Linked DNA regions of Rattus norvegicus: region 1 is linked to region 2. Evidence: chromatin contacts called from public Hi-C data. All regions are on one chromosome and are shown on one strand. Each heading gives the region's core, a stretch centred on a gene start, on an enhancer-like site or on the middle of the called end of the contact. The rest is flanking DNA. Distances are from core to core; before and after follow the strand shown. Region 1 holds the start of Adamts17 (ADAM metallopeptidase with thrombospondin type 1 motif, 17). Region 2 overlaps Cers3 (ceramide synthase 3).

Region 1 (4,833 bases), core at 351-2,850, 78 kb after region 2:
GCTGAGTTTTATAGCCTGAATGGCATTTGTACCATGGAGTTCGTTGTGCTAATGTCTGGGGCCTTGTTATAGGGGTCTTTGAAACGTCTGATTTGATCAATCACTTTTCTTCTTTTCTTCATAAATTCAGTAAATCTTAAAAAAAAGTGCTTATGATATGTCAGGTATCTCTCAGGCCCTTGTTTTTATTTTCAAGAATAGTCTAAATGATTAGAAGTTAGCCCTCCAGGGGGAGACAGCATAGCTTAGCTCCTTGAGTTACAGAGAAGAAACTGAACCACTCTCAGGGGAAAGACGTCCCCGGCTGTCACTACAGTTGGCTGCTGTGTGACTACACGCAGATGGGGCTAAGCATGTCTTTTTCCTTCTAGTTTCCCCCATAATGGTTGAGGTCATGGTTAAGTTCTCAAAGCTCAAGTGAGACAAAACCCTACTCATAGCCACCGGCAGAGCCTGACCCACGCCTCCTAGTCACCTTCAGCTGCCAACCAGTGAGTGGCAGCCACTGGATCAGAGACTAGATGGCAGCGCACTCTGTGATAAGCCTTTGCGGAGAGCTTCAGACAACTTACCAGGGCAGGGGCATCAAACTTCTTACCTTGTCTCTGGATGCTTTCTGGTCATATAACCCTGTGGTGAAGCCTAGATCCTGTGATGAAGGGGTGAGTCGGGGCCTGTCACAGTTTTGCTTTTTAAAAACAAGCAAGCAAACAGACAAACCAAAAATAGGTGAGATGGGGAGCCGTCTGTGACCACTGTGGTATCCTTTTCTCTGTCAGTCCTGCTTTCTGTAAGACATTTTAAAGAGGCCAATGGAATTACCTGTAGGGATCATCATATCTGCTTAGATACTGCTGGGGAAAGGAATATTCATTCTGTTCTTGAAAACCAGCGTTGAAGTTCAGGGTCTGCCACACTCAGTTCTCTGGTGTCCTACTGTGCAAACCTCAGCTAACATGCCTCCCTAAATACACCTGACCTAAAGTCAGGCTCACAAATTCAAGGCCTGGCTCTGACAGAAACGAGCTGTCCAATTTAAGCAAACTCCTTACGTTTTCTTCTCCCCGGTTTCCCAGTCTTCAGGGCAGTGTTATCACGCCTTCCTGGCTTTTGTGAATATAAAGACTTCAAGAAGCCTGTGCGCTGTGGAGACACACTGTAGATATAGAAGTCAGGTATGAACTCAGGTGTGCTAGAAACACTGGTCTGGGTCTTTCCAGCCTAAACAAGTCAAAAATAGGAGCCACTTCAATACACAATTTTTTTTTCTTGTACGTAACTGGTTGATCTGGCCTATCTTCCTGGGAAGCTATAGCAGCCTCAGAGGTGATCTCCCAACTGAGGACAAACTGAAGGCCAGGTTGGTGGCCTCCTGGCTCCTCCAGGATCCCCACAACCGAGTTGGCTCGCGCCTGCCACCTGGTGTCACAGTCTACCTACTGCCTAGAAACCACGTGTAAGAAAGTGCTTACAACCTAACTACGCACGTTGGTTTCGACCGGCTCTAACCAATACGGACAAGGAAGGCGGGGCAGAGGAAAGCAAAAGCCCAATCACCACCTACTTTCCAAGGAGAAGGTGGGGCTTAGTATTTACCATGTTGGGTTTGTCCGCAGCGCTAATTACTTTTTCCAAAGGCTGCAGGGCTTCACTCCGGCTGGCGTCGCCGCCTCACGCGCCCCTGCTCTGCCGCTACGGTCTTGGGGGCTGCTGGTCCCGAGTACCATGTGTGACGGCACCCTGCTGCCCCCTCTCGTCCTGTCCTTGCTGCTGCTGGTGTGGGGTTTGGACCCGGGCACAGGTAGTGTTCTTAACTAATGCGGCCACCTTCCCGGTGCCTTCCCGAAGCATCCTGGCGCCCGGGTGCCTGGGTGGACTGCTGACAGCATCCCCGGAGGAGGAGAGCGAAGGCCGCGGCCGGAGAACTGGCCTCTGGTTCCCCCTCGACCCCGGGTGCGATCGAGTGGCTTCGCCGGCTTAGAGAGGCCCGGCTCGGGGAGGGAAGGGAGTGCGGGGTCACGGCTGTGCGATACCCACGGAGCCCTGGGAACCCGCGCCGGAGCCGCCGGCAGCCCTGGTGGCCAGGCCGGTGCTGACGCCTGTCCTTTCTCCCCGCAGTTGTCGGCGACGCGGCGGCCGACGTGGAGGTGGTGCTCCCAAGGCGGCTGCGCCCCGACGACGTGCACCTGCAGCTGCTGCCGGGAGCAGCGGGGCTCCGGCAGTGGCGGCGACCGCGAGCATCTCCAGGCGACCCTCGAGCGGGACCGGGAGAGCGCGCCCTGCTGCTGCACCTGCCGGCCTTTGGGCGAGACCTATACCTGCAGCTGCGTCGCGACCTGCGCTTCCTGTCCCCAGGCTTCGAGGTGGAGGAGGCGGGTGTCTCAGGGCGCAGCGGACACCCTGCGGAGCTGTGCTTCTACTCCGGACAAGTCCTGGGCCACCCGGGCTCCCTCGTCTCCCTCAGCGCCTGTGGCGCCGCCGGCGGCCTGGTATTGCCCGCGCCCCCTATGGGTCTGCCTTGCCCAGTCTGTTACTTCTCCTGGGGTGGTCCCGCGGAGGGCTGGGCGGGAGAAGACCTACCTCCCTCCCTATCTCCTTCACTTGGCCTTTCTGACTGTGCCTTCCTAGCAGAGGGAACACAAGGGAAGCCCTGCCATTGTACTGGCTTCTGTTGTGTGCTGAACCTGGCCGAAGTGGGGTTGCATTGAGAAATTAGCTATAGCTCACCTAGAGGAACGAATATGAACCTGATGTTCCCACTCTCTCAGCATCAGCACAGGTGTGCATGTTTTCTGCACGTTATGGGGAAGGAGTAAAGTGTCCATTTCCTCTGTCTGGGGAATGGGGTATCTATGCACCTCTCTTCTGTCCCGTGAGCCTTTTTATACTAGGAGGGGACCCCAGGCAGGCCATGATTAGTCTCACTTTCGTTAGACGAAAGGTAAGACCAAGAGAGGTCCAGTAGTATCTTTATTTCCTTACTCCACAGTAGGCATTTATCTGAATGCACCCTCAGAGAGAACTGCAGGGTACTCACCTGTCCCAGTTGTAAACCCTCCTCTTTTCTTGAAGACCTTGCCTCGCTGTTTTGTTTGAGACAGCCATGACAAGTGCACGGAGAGGCACCGGAAGTTTGGAGTGGTTTTGCTCTCTTTGCGCTCACACTTGAGCACTTGGCTAACGTTGGTGCCCAGCCAAATTCTTCTCTGCTTCTCCAGGGTGCCCCCAAGGAGAGCACGTGGCTGGCAGATGGTTTGCCCCCGAAGAGGCTGGCATCACTCAGAGCATGCGATGTCTCCAATTGTTCTCCTATATCTTGTCACAGCAGATATCTGTGGGATAGTGGTTTCTGATACTGTGTTTTGGCAGCCTGCCCCGGGCCAGAGAAGTTGCCCCTTCACTTATTTTATATCATCACCTACACAACCAGTATTGAAGAGTAAAAGCCCATGGCTCCAAGATTACTTGACGCTCCTGCTCTCTTAGTACTGGGTCAGTGTTGGGGGACCTGTGGATCTAAATTCCTGGGAGCAGCCTGATTTTCAGGAAATTTTTAAGGTCTCATCTGAGGGTATGGTTTACTTTTGTTTGACTGGGAGACATTGGCAGCCTTGGCAAAGGAAAGCAAAGGCGCAGATTGTGGTGGAGCCTGGTAGGTGTTAGTGTGGAACGGGGGCAAAGGGTGTGGGCTGTGGGCGAGGAGGCTCAGATCATTGTAGGACTCGGGTCAGCGCTGTATCATGTTCTGGGAGGGACTCAAAGGCCCACATCATTTCTCCCGTTTTTTTGCCAAAGTGTTTCAAGTCTAGGTCACATCCCTGTACCGTACATAGAAACATCTGAATCCCATTTGCTGCGGTTTCGTGAGTTTCTGGAGAGGTCAGAGTTTATACTTCTTGGTGTAAAGTTTCCAGCGAGGAGCTATCTGTGAAGGAGCCCAGGCTGGAAATCTGGAGAGCACTGATGTAAAGTCCTCCCAGAGTGTTTGCTGAGCCTCCTCTCACAGGGCGGCCGAGCCAACTTTTCAGGAAGACTGCACTGCCCCTTGGCACCATGTGAGGGCGCTGTGCCTTAGAGAAAGGAACCCAGCCAAGACTGAGTTCACCCCAGCCAGTTGCGGGTGGACTTCTAAGTCTTGGGATTTTTCAATTCCAGTTTGAGGAGACACTGCTGTTGTTTGGTCTGTCTTATTCATCCTGTTCGTGCAAGCTGCACATTGGACACTCTCCTCGGGTACACGTAGGCAGAGGCAGAGAGCAGGAGAGCAGGAGGGAAGGGACGTGTGGCTGGGAGCTGGTCTCTTAGCGACAGGGTGATCCTGAGACACAGAGGAAAGTCTATGACCTTAAGCTACCTGAGATTGCCCTGTACCCCATCTTTGGCTTGGTTGTCCACCCATGTGGGTGGTATAGTTGTGCTAGGACCTTTGACAAGGGTAGAAGCTCTCTGAAGCGTGAAGTTGCATGTATGTTTGCCGGGATAGTCTCAGGATCGTAGGGAGCATGGTCCAGAAGATAGCTCTTGGTAGCTTTTGGGTGGGCGCACTCCAAAAGCCTTCTTGTATTGAAAGAATCATGTTGAGCAGGGATTGGCAGGCTTTTCCCAGAAAGGAGCGGAAAGTGAGTATTTTACACATTACGAGCCATCTAGTCTCAGCCGTATCTTCTCAATGCTGCCCTTTCTGAGTGACAGCACCTATGGGAGGCGTATAAACATGTGCGTGTGGCTTTGCTCAACCTACTCTATCCTGGATGCTGGGTAGGATTTTGATCGTTAGTATGTTTCGGCATGACTAATGTCTACAAATGGCTGTGTCTTCACAGGGGCAGGCGT
Region 2 (5,375 bases), core at 28-2,527:
TGATCTGAAAGAGTGTCTCTTCCTTCTCGTCAGGTTAGTGAAGGGCCAGCCACTCAGTAAAGATACAGAACAACAGTAACTCTTCCACCTGTGCTGTGGCTTCTGGTGACTGTGCTGTTGTCCTGGTTCCTAGACAACTGTGATCCATACCAGATGATCTCACAGAAACTATCTGGTTGGTCAAAACCTGCTGAGTGACCAGCAGCCAGATTTAGCCCACAAAGTGCTCATTTGCACTTAGCCTAAATTAACTGTGAGGCTCTGATTAATAATTTTAAAAGTGGCTTCACATCAAAGTTCCAGGACTGTACTTTTTTCTCTCTGGAAATGTCAGGGCTTGGTGTCAGCTGGCGCTTGGGGGTGGACCCACTGTGCCACAGCCGATGGCCCTTGGAGGTGGACCCACTGTGCCACAGCCGATGGCCCTTGGAGGTGGACCCACTGTGCCACAGCCGATGGCCCTTGGGGTGGACCCACTGTGCCACAGCTGCAGCTTGTGTCTTGAGTAGGAAGCTGAGTCAGTTTTTGGCAATGTGGTTTTGTTTTGTTTCTACAACAGAATTAAGAGGACATTTTCTTATATTAGAAAATGAAAGACCGGGCTAGAGAGATGGCTCAGTGGTTAAGAGCACTGACTGCTCTTCCAGAGGTCCTGAGTTCAATTCCCAGCAACCACATGGTGGGTGACAACCATCTGTAGGGGGATCTGATGCCCTCTTCTGGTGTGTCTGAAGACAGCTACAGTGTACACGTATAAATAAAAATAAATAAACCTTAAAACAAACAAACAAACAAACAAAAAACGAAAGACCAAGAGACCAATGCCATTTCAAAAGGCTGGTAAAGAACATGTTCCTTGTGGAAGTGGGAAGCATTAGTGGCCATCAGGGTAATGCAGGGAGCGCACCTGGGAAAACCCCGCTGCGAAGCGGGTCTGGTCCTCTTGGCCTTTAGTTTTTTGGCTCTAGTGGACTTCAGATTTCGTAATCTTTGGGCAGTAATCCATCATCGGTGTCGTTTCCCATTAAATCATAGCCTGCAACACTTCTGCTTCCCAGAAGAGAAAGCATCGTTACTTTATAATCATTATTTTAATGGTTGGAAATCGTTTGGTTTGACTGTGAAAGTGGCTAGCCAGTGCCTGCTGGGGTTTCCTTGGCTCTGTGACTATCAGAAGGACTGCATGGAGTAACAGAAAGCCTCCTAGCCCGCGTCCTGTCAACCTGTGACTATTTCCACATCTTGCACAAGCCCTAGCAACTCTCAGGCAAGCTTTCGTGTCTCTGTAAGAAATGTGAGGAAATAATGTTTGACTGACACGGTAAACTCTTCTACTCTATCCTGCACCTAGCAGGCTCTAACTAGATCTTTGTGAGTTCACATACTCAACTGAAACCTCTGGGTTGCTAATATGTAGAGAGTCATTTCTACTTAGTAATCCACAAGCTAGTGTGGCTTTGGCTTGGGGTCTATGTGTGTAAGTGTGATTTCACTAATAAAAGTTAGTTCCCTGGCTCACGGTCTTCTGCCTGTTTATCTCACCATCTCCTGACTGTGTGACATTTGACTCTGCTCTTTACCTTAGTTTTTGTTTTTTGTTTTTTTTTTTCTCGGAGCTGAGGACCGAACCCAGGGCCTTGCGCTTGCTAGGCAGTTGGGGATTTAGCTCAGTGGTAGAGCGCTTGCCTAGCAAGCGCAAGGCCCTGGGTTCAGTCCTCAGCTCTGGAAAAAAAACAAAACAAAACAAAAAGAATGTAGACAACATTTACCTTCGTTTTTACAGATGTGTAGAGTATGTATGTGCTTGTGCGTTTATGTGTGTAGGCCATGCTGTGCCTGTGAAGACACTCCTCCTTCCCCCCATGTCCTGCCTTTCCTGCTGAGATGCCACGATGGCTGCTGGTCCTCTGCTGGCTGCTGTTTGCCCATTCATTTCTTCCTCTTCTTTTTGTGTTTCAGAATGAAGTTTACGGACTGGCAAAGAAGTGTAACTTGACAGAGCGCCAGGTTGAAAGATGGTTTAGAATTCGCCAGAAGCAAAACAAACCTTGCAGGTTGCAGAAATTCCAAGAATCTTGGTAAGAAGGGCCGGAAGCGTAGGTATCACTGTAATTTTAGCCAGCAATGTGGCGTGCAGAGCACGCCCTGACACCAGAGGGGAGGAAGGATCCAAATGCATTTTGCACTTTCCATAGGATCTGTTCCCTACACCAACAAAAGCAAGTTTGGTTTATTTGAATGGTTTCATTAAACACGTCTGCAAAGGTAACATCTAAAGTCCAAAGCACCATCTCACAGCAGCTCAACAATGAGCGTAGTGCAAAATGTACAGTTAGTGGCTGCTGAGAGACCCCAGGTTAGAATTCAGCTGCAAACAGTGTACATTGTTAAACCATTTATAATTCAGAAAGGTTTTTTTTTTAATGAGGAGAAAGCTGTTACTCTTAACTGTCCTTGCTTCTCTCTTCTCTTCTAGAAGACACAAGGCTCTAAGGTGGACCCAGTGCTTATTCTGTACTTTAGCCTGAACCCAGACAAACCATAAGCATGTCTTATCGGCTGTTTCTCCTTTCTAGGGTTGAGGTTAGGAAGTCTCAAGACTCTGTCCCAAGTCTGCTGTCTTTATGTTATTGGGGCAGAAGATGTGAGAATGCATCCTCAGATGTGAGCACATCCCTCAGAATTTCATCCCTGTCCTCTTCTAAATTGTAAGGAGCCACTGTGTGCAACAAACTCTGCCTGCATGTGCATAGGGGACTGGAGCTTAGGCAACATACCAGTGGCCATACCTCTGAAGACAAGTGACTCCTCTCCAGAAGCTGTCATCTGCAAATAATTCTCATGCTAGAGTGGGGCCTCACGAGCCCCTCCCCCACCCAGGTTGGAATGTGGACCAGCTTGATTTTGCACAGGCCTTATGTTGGGCTGTGAGTTAATGAGTAACCGACTGTGCCTTAGAAGGAAGACAGTGTTTCCCAGCCTTTCCCATTGTCCTTTGGCCCTTACCATGTTTCAGCCCCCTCTCCAACCATGGTCACGGAGCCTCGTAGCATGGGTGGATACAGATGTCCCCTAGCACTGAGGACTTGCAGGAATCTACTGATCAGTATTAACTGCTGCCTGCTGCATAAAGGAAGTTTGTCTTCCAATCTTGAGAGCAGCGCTACACTATAGCTTTAACCATAAAAATTTAGAAGGCATGTTCATAGAGCAGACCAACAGAAGCGGATTTCTCCCCCAGGGCCCATGCCCCTCCCCCATAGGTTCTTGATAGAGTTCTAGGACCAGGAGAGAGTTCTCCTCCCATGGCTCAGGGGCAGCCAATTGATGCCTGATTCGTGAGACAGTTCTTTCTCTTTTTCTCTTTCTCTCTTCCTCTCTCTCTTTCTTTTTTTCTTTTTTGAGAACTGTTCATTTGGCTTGTGGCCCATTACTCAACTGGGTGTTTTGTTTTGTTTTGTTTATTTTTATAGTTCTTTAAGTCTTCTGCATAGCCGCCCTATAACTAGTGTGCACTTGGCACTAAGCTCTCTCCCCTATGTTAACAGCAGGGTTTTTGCTGTGCAGAAACCCTTTAATTTCACATCATACCCCTATTGATCCTCGTTTTTACTAATGGCTCGAACTAGACAGTCCACTCAACCCTTGCCTATGTTTACATCTTGAACCTTTTTATATACATTTCTCCTCTCAAAGTCTTCTTGGGTCTCACATTCATATCTTGGATACTTTTGAGTTGATTTTTGTACATGGTGAGAAATATAAATCCTATTAAGCCCCAGATGTGGATTTCCTGTTTCCCCAGTACCATTTATGATGGGGCTGTATTGTTTCCAATGTAGTTTTTGACAATTTTGTTGGCTGTATCTGTGACACTTTCATATTCCATCCATCTATGTGTCTGCTTCTTGGGCAAGCACCATAGCGTAGGATTTGAGATCAGGTATTATGATGTGTCAGGCACTGTTCTGCCCACTGTTTGTGTGTTTGTGTTCCCGTGTGGAGTTTAGGATAGGGTGAACTTACACTTGTTGGACTCTACGATACCTGTTCTTCAAAGTCTGTCGTGCCAGATTCCCCCTCCTTCATATGTCAGTCACTGATCCAGGGGATTGAAGCTTTTCCTTTCTTTTGGCAGCTGGCGATTTACATTCTATTTCATGATGACGGTGGCTGGAGCTGTGTTTCTGTATGATGTAAGTTGCCATTTTTACAACTTTGGAATTTGTCTTGAAATTTTAAATATTTTTGTCTATGATTTGTATCAATGCAAAGCCCTCACCTCAAAAGGATAAGAGACAGTGTATTCTGGAGCCAAATCAACTGCCCATGACCCAGGATGCAAATAGAGGTCACCCCAAATGTTCCCATGTGGCCAGGCTTTCCTGAAGTCTCATAGAAACAGAACAAAGCAAATCATAAACAGAAATACTTTTCAGATACATTGGTGGAAATGTCAGACAAGCAGGTCACAGCAGAGCAGAGATGCTCAGCTACAAGCCTGGGTACCATAAGGCAGCATCTTTAACCTTTGGTTGGCAGGAGCTAGGGTTCTGTTTGTATATTCCAAAGGGTTTACCTAATAGCCAGAAAGATGCTAGCTCACATCCAGAGGTGGATAACAAGTGGCCACTAGGAGGGGCTCCCTACTCCCCAAGATAAACTGAAATTAGGCTCTGACCCACAACACTCTAACCTTTCCACAATCTTGGAAGTTCTAGTCAGTTAGTCAGCCATGCAGATCTCTGCCTGTTCCCCCCGGAACTTCTCTCACCAGTTTTTCAGGACATAACACTCCATAAGTTAACCAGGTTAAGAGCTCTTATCTAGCATGAGCAGGGCCCAAAATAAGCCTCCTGATGTTTTATTGCTGTAATTGTCTCAAGGTATCCTTGCCTTTTCATTTATTTATTTATTTATTTATTTATTTATTTATTTCTTTATTTATGCCCCCCAACTCTTGACATAGGTTCTCAATATGTATCTGAGACTGGGCTGAAACCCACTATGTAGCCCATGCCAGATTTGTAGCTTTCCTCTCTCAGCCTCCCAAGTGCTAAGATTAGAGCCATTTGCTACCAACCCAATACACGGAACAGGTATAAAAACTGACCCAGAAAGTATTTTATTAGCATATTTATTTATTCAAAACAGTCCCTTCAACAAGACTGTCCTAGTATTGATGCCAGAGTCATTGTAAGTAGTGAATTTTCAGTATTATATGGGAATGTGAGTCAGTGCCCACAGAGGGAGAAATGCATTCAAGAGAAGAAATGGGATCTGCACAGGAGAACTAGTACAATAGGAGAGACACAAATGAGTCATTACAATGGTGAACACACACATGGGTCAGTGTGACAGTGAACACACATGGG

The links. Hi-C and Micro-C count contacts between places; a contact is called where the count stands out from the background.
Region 1: a contact with region 2 is called in a Hi-C map of liver, with 5 times the contacts expected there. The contact joins the promoter of Adamts17 here to the enhancer-like site in region 2.

What each region holds. Positions count from the first base shown.
Region 1 is chr1:129,854,463-129,859,295 of GRCr8, forward strand. Adamts17 (ADAM metallopeptidase with thrombospondin type 1 motif, 17) reads left to right here and starts at 1,601. Exons shown (of 23, transcript XM_218753.11): 1 at 1,601-1,801; 2 at 2,119-2,489. The coding sequence starts at 1,726.
Region 2 is chr1:129,777,139-129,782,513 of GRCr8, forward strand. Cers3 (ceramide synthase 3) reads left to right here. Exons shown (of 13, transcript NM_001127561.1): 6 at 1,960-2,078; 7 at 4,139-4,196. Among named protein-coding and RNA genes, the nearest start is that of Cers3, 31 kb to the left of the region's middle. Within about 2 kb of position 1,278, at least 2 of the 93 cell types and tissues checked have an H3K27ac peak or open chromatin away from gene starts, as enhancers often do. A contact at or near this core is called in liver, where this site is marked.